2 separate regions of the Macaca mulatta genome follow, and region 2 is linked to region 1. A link is a contact called in public Hi-C data. All regions are on one chromosome and are shown on one strand. The core of a region is the stretch at or near the end of the contact, and the rest is flanking DNA. Distances in the headings are between cores, read along the strand shown. Region 1 holds the start of RPL35A (ribosomal protein L35a). Region 2 holds the start of RUBCN (rubicon autophagy regulator).

Evidence for each region. Hi-C and Micro-C count contacts between places; a contact is called where the count stands out from the background.
Region 2: a Hi-C map of fetal cortex germinal zone shows a contact between it and region 1, with 6 times the contacts expected there. The contact joins the promoter of RUBCN here to the promoter of RPL35A in region 1. A contact is called at or near these places in 2 of 14 Hi-C or Micro-C datasets (fetal cortex germinal zone and liver).

The regions. Positions count from the first base shown.
Region 1 is chr2:982,335-988,287 of T2T-MMU8v2.0, forward strand. It overlaps RPL35A (ribosomal protein L35a), which reads right to left and starts at 2,849. Exons shown (of 4, transcript NM_001265744.1): 1 at 2,819-2,849; 2 at 2,480-2,632; 3 at 283-427. The coding sequence starts at 2,829. The region is part of intron 2 of IQCG (IQ motif containing G); the gene reads left to right.
Region 2 is chr2:1,205,509-1,211,461 of T2T-MMU8v2.0, forward strand. It overlaps RUBCN (rubicon autophagy regulator), which reads left to right and starts at 2,687. Exons shown (of 21, transcript XR_013413447.1): 1 at 2,687-2,939. It also overlaps a transcript of FYTTD1 not described here.

The DNA.
Region 1 (5,953 bases), core at 1,599-4,098:
CTACTTGGGGGGCTGTGGGAGGATTGCTTGAGCCCAGGAGGTCGAGGCTGCAGTGAGCTGTGATTATGCCACTGCACCCCAGCCTGGGTGACAACAACAAAAAACACCAAACACCTATTATTTCAATTACTATTTCTCCCCAGCATTCTGCAATACACAAATTTTGCAGCATAATTTACTGGTGTCAATTTCACAATCACACAAGTCCTCAGAAGTCAAAATGCAACACCTTGACCTCAGTCTGATTCATCAGATTTCCGTTTTGCTAAAAACCATACTCACCACTCGGATTCTGTGTCCAATGGCCTTAGCAGGAAGATTGCTTCGGAATTTGGCACGAACCATGCCACTGTTTCCATGGGCCCGAGTTACCTTTCCCCAGATGACTCTGGTTTTATTTGGTTTGCCGCCTGGAGTCACTGTGTTGCTGATTTTAAAAAGGGAAAGAAGAGGAATACAGGCCAATATAGTTGGATACAAATTCAAGGTGATCTCTAGACGAGTGGCTCAACCCTGGTTACCCACTTCATCACCTGAGAAACTTTAAATGCCTGGAACACCATTCATTCAACAGATACTTATCGAGTACCTACTGTATGCCAGGCCCTTCTGTAAAACACAGCAGCTATAAAATAAAAATCCCTTTCAAAACCGATAACCAAGTATAAGGAAATACATACGTCAGATAACAGAGGCAATACTGAAAAAACAGCAAAAGGACAGGTGTGACGATGTTTGTGTGTACAGAAAGGAGGAATTACCTGCCATTTTAAATAGCCAAGGAAGGTCTCACTGAGGTGACAATGGAACAAAGACTGGAAAGGAGGGGGAGAAGCGCCAGGAAGTGATCAGGGGATGACTAGCGCAGGCACTGGGGCCAAGCAAGGTGTGTTCTGACCGGAGGAAAGACTGAAGACACCAAGGGGTTAATCCCTGCTGAGATAAGAGAATTATGGAGCCCTTAATGACGGGCTTTTACTGAATGAGAGAAACCACTGAGTTCCAGCAATGTACAAAGGATGCGACTTTATATATTTTTCCTTTAAAGACCACAGGGTTGTCTTGTCACCCAGGCTGCAGTATAGTGGCCGAATCATAGCTCACTGCAGCCTCTACCTACTGGCATCAAGCAATCCTCCCACCTGGGCCTCTCAAATGCTGGGACTACAGGTGTGAGTCACTGAACCTGACTTAAAATTTATTCTTGGCTGTAGAAGAAAAGGTGGGGCAATGATTAAAACCCTTTCCCAGAGATTTTAATTGGCTTGGAGTGGGTGAAGAAAATAGGATTTGCTCTTGTTGTCCAGACTAAAGTGCAATGTCAGGATAGCTCACGCCTGTAATCCCAGCACTTTGGGAGGCTAAAGTGGCTGGATCACAAGGTCAGGAGTTCAAGAACAGTCTGGCCAAAATGGTGAAACCCTGTTTCTACTAAATATACAAAAATTAGCCGGGTGTGGTGGCAGGCGCCTGTAATCCCAGCTACTCGGGAGGCTGAGGCAGGAGAATCGCGTGAACCTGGGAGGTGGAGGTTGTGGTGAGCCGATAAGCTGATATCATGCTACTGCACCTGGGTGACACAGCGAGACTCCGTCTCAAAAAACAAAACAAACAAAAAAAACGTATTTTTAAGGCATTAACAAAATGCATTAAGCGCCAAGTGTTCTAAAAATCCTTAAGTTCTGGCAAAAGGAGCCGAGAAAAAAAATTAGAAGCCTTAAAAGGATCACAATATAAGGAATTAGCTCCTTTATTGTTTTCAAGTGCAAAAGGTACCTAAATCCAACACCACCCTCAGAAGTAACGTCCTTCTAAGACTCCTCATTAAGTTCCTTAATGACACAAAATAGAAGCCATAGCAATACCAATCCAGCCTGGCCAACATGGGGAAACCCATTCTCTAGTAAAAATACAAAAATTAGCTGGGCATGGTGGTGCACCCCTGTAAGCCCAGCTACCCAGGAGGCTGAGGCAGGAGAATCGCTTGAGCCAGGAGGCAGAGGATGCAGTGAGCTGGGATCGCGCCACTGAGCTCCAACCTGGGCAACAGAGCGAGACTCTTGTCACAAAAACAAAAAAAAAAACAATACCAAGTACTTCAGCCAAATATTTTATTATCTCAATAGGATAATGAGGCCAGGCACAGTGGCTCAAGCCTGTAATCTCAGCACTTTGGGAGACCGAGGTGGGTGATCACCTGAAGTCAGGAGTTTGAGACCAGCCTGGCCAACATGGCAATACACTGTCTCTAATAATAACACAAAAAGTAGCCGGGCGTGGTGGCGGGCGCCTGTAATCCCAGCTACTCGGGAGGCTGAGGCAGGAGAATCGCTTGAACCCGGGAGGCGGAAGTTTCGGTGAGGGAGACCAAGTCACTGCACTCCAGCCTGGGCAACAGAGCAAGACTCCGTTATATAAAAAAGAAAATGAGGCAGATCCCAAAATAAAAACCCAAAACCTACCAGTGTCATAAACTTACTTCTTTGCTTTGTATACATAAGCGCATCTCTTGCCCAAATAGAATTCTGTTTCATCTCGGGCATAAACACCTTCAATTTTAAGAAGAGCTGTGTGCTCCCTTTGGTTCCGGAGACCCCGCTTATAGCCGGCAAAAATGGCCTTGGACCACAGCCTAAGACACAAAAGATACACAACATGAAACATAAGCTTCAGAAAACCAATTTGACTTGTAATAACCCCCACCCAAAAGTTACTCAGAGCAAACATCTTAAGTTTTTTCTTGCTAATTTTAAGCTCGCATTTAAACATTCACGTCTAACACACACACACAAAGAGCAACCATATTTAAAACGCGTACCTTCCAGACATAGTTCCTTTTAGAAGTCCCGCTCCCAGCAGGCCTTAAAACAAACAAAAAGATTCAGTTTGAAACCAAGCCACGCAAGTTTCTCACCTCGTCCCCTCTCGTTTAAGCCCCGAAGGCAAATTCCTTTTGGATCGGAGTTTCTCGTAGGAGTAAGGGGACAATTATGCCAGAACATCATCCACATGAAACGCAGGCTCCGGCGAGACAATCAAACCTCAGAGAACAGCTGGTATCTAAGCAAACTTCAGAATGAAGACAAAACTAAGGGACAAGAGCCACAAAAATAACTCTCAGAAAAGCCTGAGAAAATGCATGCCATTGTCAGGAGGCAACACTCAGGAAAAGGAATGAAGACTTCATCAGAGACTCACACCTAAGACTTATGCATCGGCTGGGTCTCGGAGAAAAGCTGAGGGAAGAGACTGGTCAGACAAGCAAAGGGAGGTTTGGACTGGGAGGAAACGGAAAAACCCTGGCCGAAAGGAAGCACTGCCTCATGGACAACTGCAGACGAACAAAATCATCATTTCACTCCGCTCAGGCCCAGGAATTTAACTCGGATAACCCGGGCAGCCGTTCTCCGGGCGTCAGAGGACCAAGCACCATCGGCCCAACATCTGCTCCATCCTGCTCTCCCTCTTCTTGAAACCCATAGAAATCAATGGCTGGCGGAGACTCCGATACACACCGGCGACTCGCCGCGGTATAGGAACAAACCTGCTCCGGTTATTTGCCCCCAAATTTCAGCAGCAGGCGCTTCACTCACCTCCACAGGAGCCAAGATGGCGGGAAGAGAAAGACGAGGCCCCGCCGCGTGGCCTTGTGGGATTAAACATCTCTCGACCCCGCCCTCAATTTAGGCATCTTCTCCAAACGCCAGAAAAGCAATCCTCGGAAATCGCCTTCGCGCTGAAATAAGCCACATTCAAGAGCACTCTTACAATTATTTTCCTAAGTCCTTTCATCTTGGTAGGCTGCAAAATGTATTACTTGGGAACAGGGGAAGGCAAAATGGTAGCCAGCTAAATCCGCCAAAGCTGTGCGTTGCCATAGAAACAGCTTAGTTTACTTCCCGCGTCACCGGACGCTGTTGATGGAAAGGCGCACCGTGAGTGGAGGACGTTCCCACTGCCTGAAGAATGATTGTAAGATTGATTTGCCAACAGGCGGGTGCATATCCCTCGATCCACAAGCAATAGACAGAACGGAAATTCTAGGTTAGGATTCTGGGATCCTAACCTAGCATGAAAGAGAAAGGCCGGGAGCACGAAGGCAGCAGGACCTCTTCCTTCTCTTTTTTATTTTTCTATGCTTTTTTTCTGCCCTCTACTTATCTATCTCTTTCAAGAAACGAGACTGGACACGGTGGCTCACGCCTGTAAGCCCAGTTCTTTGGGAAACCGAGGCGGGAGGATCGCTTGAGGCTAGGAGTTCGAGACCAGCCTGGGCAATATAGTGAGACCACCTTCCCCCATCTCTACAAAAGAAAAAAAAAAAAAAGAATGAAATGACTTAAGTTCTTGCCTCCATTCTTCTTTTTGGATCCGAGGTATGAGAGGGACTGCCTGCAGGAGGCTTTATCGCCCTTTTAGGAGAACTCGTTTAGCTGCCCCGTGTCCGTGTCTAATAGGTCCTCCGTAGATACTTGTAGAGGTGGATTAATGGACGCCAGAGATTCACATTTCCGAATTATTGCATATTTATTTGGGTTACCCTATGGATTCATTCATTTATTTAACAAATAGTTTAATGAATGGCTACCCTGTACCAAGGTTTGTGTCGGATGACACAGCAGTAAACAAACAAATCTCTGCCCTCGTGGAGCTTACATCCTACGAAGGGGAGCAAGACCGTGAGCAAGTAAAATAGATGACACGTTAGAAGATGATAATTTCTGTGGAGAAAATTAAGCAGAGAGGCCACTGTAAAAGAGGCTTTCCCCCTTTTGAGATGGGAAGTATGTAAGAGAGGCTTCCCCGTCTTTGAGATAGGAAGTATTTAAGGGTTCTGAACAGAAGGGTGACTCTATCTGACTTCCTTATTGACAAAGTCGCTGTGTTGAGACTGAAGGGAGGCGAAGTCACCAGCAGGAAGATAATTATAGGTTCCTGTAGTGATATGATGAGAGGTGATGCTGTGTAAACAGAGGTGATGAGTACTGGAATTCTGAATATATTTAAATTCTGGCAGGATTTGCTGGTGGATGAGGAATGAGAGAGAGGAGTAAAGGATGACTCCAAAGTTGTATGAAATAGATGTAAATAAGTCACTTTTAAAATCAGATCCTCTCTTAAATACATCAGAATGGAACTTGTACCTTGTAGCCTACTACCCTACTCAGTGTTCTCTGTCCCAGGAAGAAATCAGATCCTCTCTTAAATACATCAGAATGGAACTTGTACCTTGTAGCCTACTACCCTACTCAGTGTTCTCTGTCCCAGGAAGAAATGTGCTAGAAATTTCACCATTAGATATTAATTTGTTAAAGTTCTATATGTAAGTCCTCCTGGGAGGAGTAACACATGAAGTGTGAGTTTCATTCGTTTGCTCATGTATTATTCATTCCACAAACACTTACTGAGCACTGAGACTTAGCGCCTGATATAGCTGTGAGCATCGTTGTCATGTTGCTGCTTTCGTGGAGCAGTTGTCTAGTGGGGAAACTGACATAAACATAACCAACTGTGAACCGAGCTCTGCGGGAAAATAGTGGCATGAATGCCCAGAAGCCTGATCTGGCCTGAGGAGTCAGGGAAAGGATCACTTGGACGAGGGTCATTTAAGGCATTTTTCAAACTGCAGGTGATGACCCATTAGTAAAGCATGATCAGAATACTTTTTAAAACAAAGTATGGGCCGGGCGCAGTGGCTCACGCCTGTAATCCCAGCACTTTAGGAGGCCGAGGTGGGTGGATCATTTAAGGTCAGGAGTTTGAGACTAGCCTGGCTAACATAGTGAAACCCTGTCTCTACTAAAAATACAAAGATCAGCCAGGCATGGTGGTGTGTGCCTGTAATCAGCTACTTGGGAGGCTGAGGTACAAGAATCACTTGAACCCAGGAGGTGGAGGTTTCAGTGAGCTGAGATCACACCACTGCACTCCAGCCTGGGTGACAGAGTGAGAC
Region 2 (5,953 bases), core at 1,437-3,936, 220 kb after region 1:
TCTCTTCAACCGCTGCTGTAGTTTAAGCCTGGGTTTGCAAACTAGCAACTCAAGGGCCACCTTCAGCCTACACACAAGCTGTGTTTGGCCTGTGCAAAGTTGAAAGTTTAAAAAATGTGTTGCCAACGTTTAAAAATTCGGAAGTTGTGCTTAAAAATGCAGCTCTTAGCTTCTTTTAAAAAATCAAAATATCATAGCTAGGTGTGGTAGCTCGCACCTGCAGTCCCAGCTATTCAGGAGACTGAGGAAGGAGGCCTGCTTGAGCCCAGGAGTTCCAGGCTGCAGGGAGCTATGATTGCGCCACTGCACCCCAACCTGGGCGACAGAGAGAGACCCCGTCTTTGAAAAAGAAAAAAGAGAAACCAGAACATCTGGCAACCCTAGGCCCACATGTTTCTTTCAACTGGTTCGCTTCACTTCTTAAGGACGACCAGTCTCCTCTATCCAGCCTTCCACCCTTACCTCGATATAGTGCTATATCTTCCCCATCTCCTGTCCACATTGTCAAAAGTGGTTTTCTCATCGGATTCGATCAAATCACTTCTTGATTTGCATATACTTGATTTGCTGATTGTTTTCAGGATACAATCCAAACTCCTGAACATGGCATTTCACGACCTGGTTTCCCCACACCAGAACGCCCACCCCACGCTGCTGCTCACTCCGTCCCAGCTCCGGCTGCCAGCACCTGCCGTCCCCAGACCGCACTTCCTTCCTTCCCTCTGCCGTGCTGCTCTCTCCGCCTTCTCTTCTCGCTCCTGGCTCACCCGTACTCAGCCTTCAGAACTCTGCGCTGACATCCCTCTCCCGAGAGCCCCCAGAAGCCTTTCTCCCCCGCCGTTTCACGATCCCAGAGCAACCTGTGCTCTTACTTGCGAGCGCTTCATTTAAATGCTCGAGATCTCCAAACACCAGCGGCGGACATTAGGCCAGGGCGGGCTAGGTGGGGTTAATCGTGCCGGGATTAGAGCAGCGTTATTGCCTAGTCTACATCTCGGACTGAGTTCGGTCCCCAGCGAGTAATGTGACGCGGGTAAATACGGGCCCGCCCCGGCACGGATCCCTGAGACCACCGTCCCCGCCGCTCGCGAGCCGGCCCCGCCGCTCGCGAGCCGTCCCCGCCAGCCACTGGGTGCGCGTAGTCCACGAGCGCGGCCTGGGATTGGAGGGCGCCGCCTGCCGGAGCGGCCTGGGATTGGAGGGCGCCGCCTGGGATTGGACGGCGCCGCCTGCGGGAGCGGCCTGGGGTTGGAGGCCGCCGCCTGGGATTGGAGGGCGCCGCCTGCCGGAGCAGCCTGGGATTGGAGGCCGCCGTCTGGGATTGGAGGGCGCCGCCTGCCGGAGCAGCCTGGGATTGGAGGGCACCGCCTGGGATTGGAGGGCGCCGCCTGCGGGAGCGGCCTGGGATTGGAGGCCGCCGCCTGGGATTGGAGGTCGCCGCCTGGGATTGGAGGGCGCCGCCTGCGGGAGCGGCCTGGGATTGGAGGGCGCCGCCTGCGGGAGCAGCCTGGGATTGGAGGGCGCCGCCTGCCGGAGCGGCCTGGGATTGGAGGGCGCCGCCTGCCGGAGCAGCCTGGGATTGGAGGGCGCCGCCTGGGATTGGAGGGCGCCGCCTGCGGGAGCGGCCTGGGATTGGAGGGCGCCGCCTGCGGGAGCAGCCTGGGATTGGAGGGCGCTGCCTGGGATTGGAGGGCGCCGCCTGCCGGAGCGGCCTGGGGTTGGAGGGCGCCGCCTGGGATTGGAGGGCGCCGCCTGCGGGAGCGGCCTGGGATTGGAGGGCGCCGCCTGGGATTGGAGGGCGCCGCCTGCGGGAGCGGCCTGGGATTGGAGGGCGCCGCCTGCGGGAGCGGCCTGGGATTGGAGGCCGCCGCCTGGGATTGGAGGGCGCCGCCTGCCGGAGCAGCCTGGGATTGGAGGGCGCCGCCTGGGATTGGAGGGCGCCACCTGCGGGAGCGGCCTGGGGTTGGAGGGCGCCGCCTGCGGGAGGGGCCTGGGGTTGGAGAGTGCGGCCTGCGGGAGCCGCCTGGGGTTGGAGGAGCGCGGTCTGCGAGCGCGGCCTGGGATTGGAGGGCGCGGCCTGCGAGCGCGGCCTGGGATTGGAGGCCGCGGCCTGCGAGCGCGGCCTGGGATTGGAGGGCGCGGCCTGCGGGAGGGGCCTGGGATTGGAGGGCGCCGCCTGCGGGAGCGGCCTGGGATTGGAGGGCGCCGCCTGCGGGAGCGGCCTGGGGTTGGAGGGTGCGGCCTGCGGGAGCCGCCTGGGGTTGGAGGAGCGCGGTCTGCGAGCGGGGCCTGGGATTGGAGGGCGCGGCCTGCGAGCGCGGCCTGGGATTGGAGGGCGCCGCCTGCGGGAGCGGCCTGGGGTTGGAGGGCGCCGCCTGGGATTGGAGGGCGCGGCCTGCGGGAGGGGCCTGGGATTGGAGGGTGCGGCCTGCGGGAGCCGCCTGGGGTTGGAGGAGCGCGGCCTGGGATTGGAGGGCGCGACCTGGGATTGGAGGGCGCGGCCTGGGATTGGAGGGCGCGGCCTGCGGGAGGGGCCTGGGATTGGAGGGCACCGCCTGCAGGAGCGGCCTGGGATTGGAGGGCGCGGCCTGCGGGAGCGGCCTGGGATTGGAGGGCGCGGCCTGCGGGAGCGGCCTGGTCTCGAAGGGCTTGCCGGGAGCTGTAGTCCCCGGAGCCGGAAGTGGGGGTGGCCGGGATAGAAGCCGCAACCCAGGCGGCTGTCTCTGCCGCCGCTGCCACCGCCCGTGTGTAGCGCATCACCCGGAGCCCACCGGCCGTGGGTGCCTCCTCCGGCCCCAGGGGCCCCCGGGAGCCCTGAAGGGCGAAGCGGCGGGGGCGCCTCTCTTGGGCGAAGAGGCGGCCTCGCCGCCCCGGATGCGGCCGGAGGGCGCGGGAATGGAGCTCCGAGGCGGCGAGGAGCGCCTGGCTGAGGAGAGCAGGTGGGCTGGGAGCGGCCGCGGAGTCGGGGCAGCGACAGGCGCCGGAGCCCCGGGAGGCTTGGGAGGGCGCGGGGCCGAGGAGAGAAGGGCCGGGCGCGACGAGTGTTGAGGACGACGGCTGCGGAGGACTTGTTTGGGGAGCATTTCGAAGAGGACGGGCGGGCGGGGCGGGGATGGGACGAAGGCGGGCGGGTGGGATTTGCGGAGGGCCGGGGGAGCAGAGGAGGGGGAAGCTCAGAGCCCAGACTGCTGGAGGGGAGGCGGCCGCCGAGAGCGACGGCGAAGAGGCCGGAGGGGCTGCAGCGCGGTGAGGGAGGCGTCACAGGCCGGAGTCCGCGGACAGGGCCGGGCGCCACCCTGCCTGAAACTTGCCGTGGCTGCAAGTGGGGCCGACGTGAAGAGGAGGGCGCGGTGAGAAGTCCCGGGAGCGGAGACGAAGCGTCGTGAGCGGCTTAGGAGGAAGCTGAGGCGGAGTGAGCGCGGGGAGGAAGGCGACGAGAGCCCGGGGAGAAAGGGCGCGAGTGTCATGGCGGTGCGGCGGGGGTGGGGGCTGCCCACGGGACCCGAAACTCTGCACTTTGTCATTGGCGAATCGCTGTCGGAGTGGCAGGACCTCTGTGTCATTTCCTTTCGTCTTCAGACCTGTCACTTCTTCCTCACAGTGCAAACTAAGCAAGTTCACGTGTATTTATATGGAGCCGTTGTCAGAGAGTTCATGTCTTCTAGAAATTGGGGGATATAAAATAGAAAAACCACTTTGGACCGGGTGCGGTGCCTCACCCCTGTAATTCCAGCACTTTGGGGGAGACCGCGGCGGGCCGCTTGAGTCCAGGAGTTTGAGACCAGCCTGGGCAACCTAGGGAGACCCCCGTCTCCACAAAAATACAGAAATTAGCTGGGCGTAGTGGTGCTCAGCTGTGGTCCCAGCTACTCGGGAGGCTGAGGTGAGAGGATCGCCCGAGTCCAACAAGTCGAGGCTACATTGAGCCGAGATCGCACCACCACACTCCAGCCTGGGCCACAGAGGAAAACCCTGTCTTCAGAAAACAAAAAACCGAAAAAACACCAAACTGCTTTGAGTAAATGATGAATCGGAGTCTGTAGAGATGATTTCCACATTTAGGGTTTGCTTCATTAATAACTCTGGTCTTAATCTTTTAAAGAGACTGGAATGCTGACAGGCGAGAGCAGGAATGTGGCATGAGGGAGTCATACTTGACATTTATTGTTTTATTTTTTGAGAGAGGGTCTCACCCTGTCCCCCAGGCTGGAGTTTCAGTGCCGTGAACAAGGCTCACTGCAGCCTCCAACTCTTGGGCTCAAGCGATTCTGCTATCTCAGCTTCCCAAGTAGCTGGGATTATAGGTGCCAGCTACCACACCTGGCTAATTTTAAAAACTTTTTTTGTAGAGACAGGCTGTCACCATATTGCCCAGGCTGGTCTCTAACTCTTGCGCTCAAGCGATTCTCCCCCACCTCGGCCTCCCGAAGTGCTGGAATTACAGGTGTGAGCCACCAGGCCTGACCTCGCTTGACATTTAGAAACAGTTTCAGATATAATGATGGTCTCAGGAGCAGCTGGGGTCCAAAAACTAGAAGCAGAATATTTACCTCTGAGAAAATACCAACAAGGGAAGATTTATGAGACGTTCCTGAGTGAAGACTTGCTCTTTTTAAGGGTGGCTCTACTTTTATGTGCAAAGTGGCCTGTTGAACAAAACCTGGACTAACAGGACTTTGGGGCTCCTGCCTGAGATCTGAGAATGATTTGTACTAAGTGAAACTGAACATTTTACTTCCCTTTTCCATATTTCGGTTTCTGCTTTGCCTATTTGTCTATTTATTCTTCTTACAGATGTCTGTGAAATGCCTCATGCGAGAGGTCACATGTAAATTCTAAACACGTTTTAGGATTGTTTTGATTTCCCTGCACCACTTCATGTGAGGGAGGCTGGGTTATTTTTATTTTTTTATTTTTATTTTTTTTGAGACGGAGTCTCACTCTGTTGCCCAGGCTGGAGTGAGTGGCGCGATCTCGGCTCACTGCAAGCTCCGTCTCCCAGGTTCACGCTATTCTCTGCCTCAGCCTCCTGCATAGCTGGGACTACAGGCGCCCACCACCACGCCCGGCTAATTTTTTGTATTTTTAGTAGAGACGGGGTTTCACTGTGTTAGCCAGGATGGTCTCGATTTCCTGACCTTGTGATCCACCCTCCTCAGCCTCTCAAAGTGCTGGGATTACAGGCGTGAGCCACCGCGCCCGGCCTGACTTAGTTACTTTTTTAATGTATGTAACAAACACTATTTACCACATGCCAGGTATTGTTTTAAGGTATTAAGACATGAATACTGCATTAACTTCTTTAAGCCTATGACTACTGTATGCAGTAGGTACTACTGTTATCACTGTGGCACAGATGAGAAAGCTGAGAAATGGACGGGTAAGTAACTTGCCAAGGTTGTACAGCAAATCCCTGGCAGAACTGGATTCAAATCTGGGCAGTTCGGCACCAGAGTCTGCGCTTTTTTTTTTTCTTTTTGTCTTTTTCTTAGAGACAAGGTCTCACTATGTTACCCTAGGCTGATCTCAAACTCCTGGGCTCAAGCGATTCTCCAGCTTCAGCCTCTCAAAGTGCTGAGGTTACAGGCGTGAATGACCATGCCAGCCCGAGTCTATACTTTTTTTTTTTTTTTGAGATAGAGTCTTGCTCTGTCGCCAAGGCTGGAGCGCAGTGGCACCATCCTGGTTCACTACAACCTCCGCCTCCTGGGTTCAAGCAATTCTCCTGCCTCAGCCTCCCAAGTAGCTGGGATTACAGGTGCCCACCACGACGCCCAGCTAATTTTTTGTGTTTTTAGTAGAGACGGGATTTCGCCATGTTGGCCAGGCTGGTCTCGAACTGCTGACCTCAGATGATCTACCAGCCTCGGCCTCCCAAAGTGCTGGGATTACAAGCGTGAGCCACCGTGCCTGGCCCGAGTCTGTACTTTTAATACTTACACTATGCTGCCTC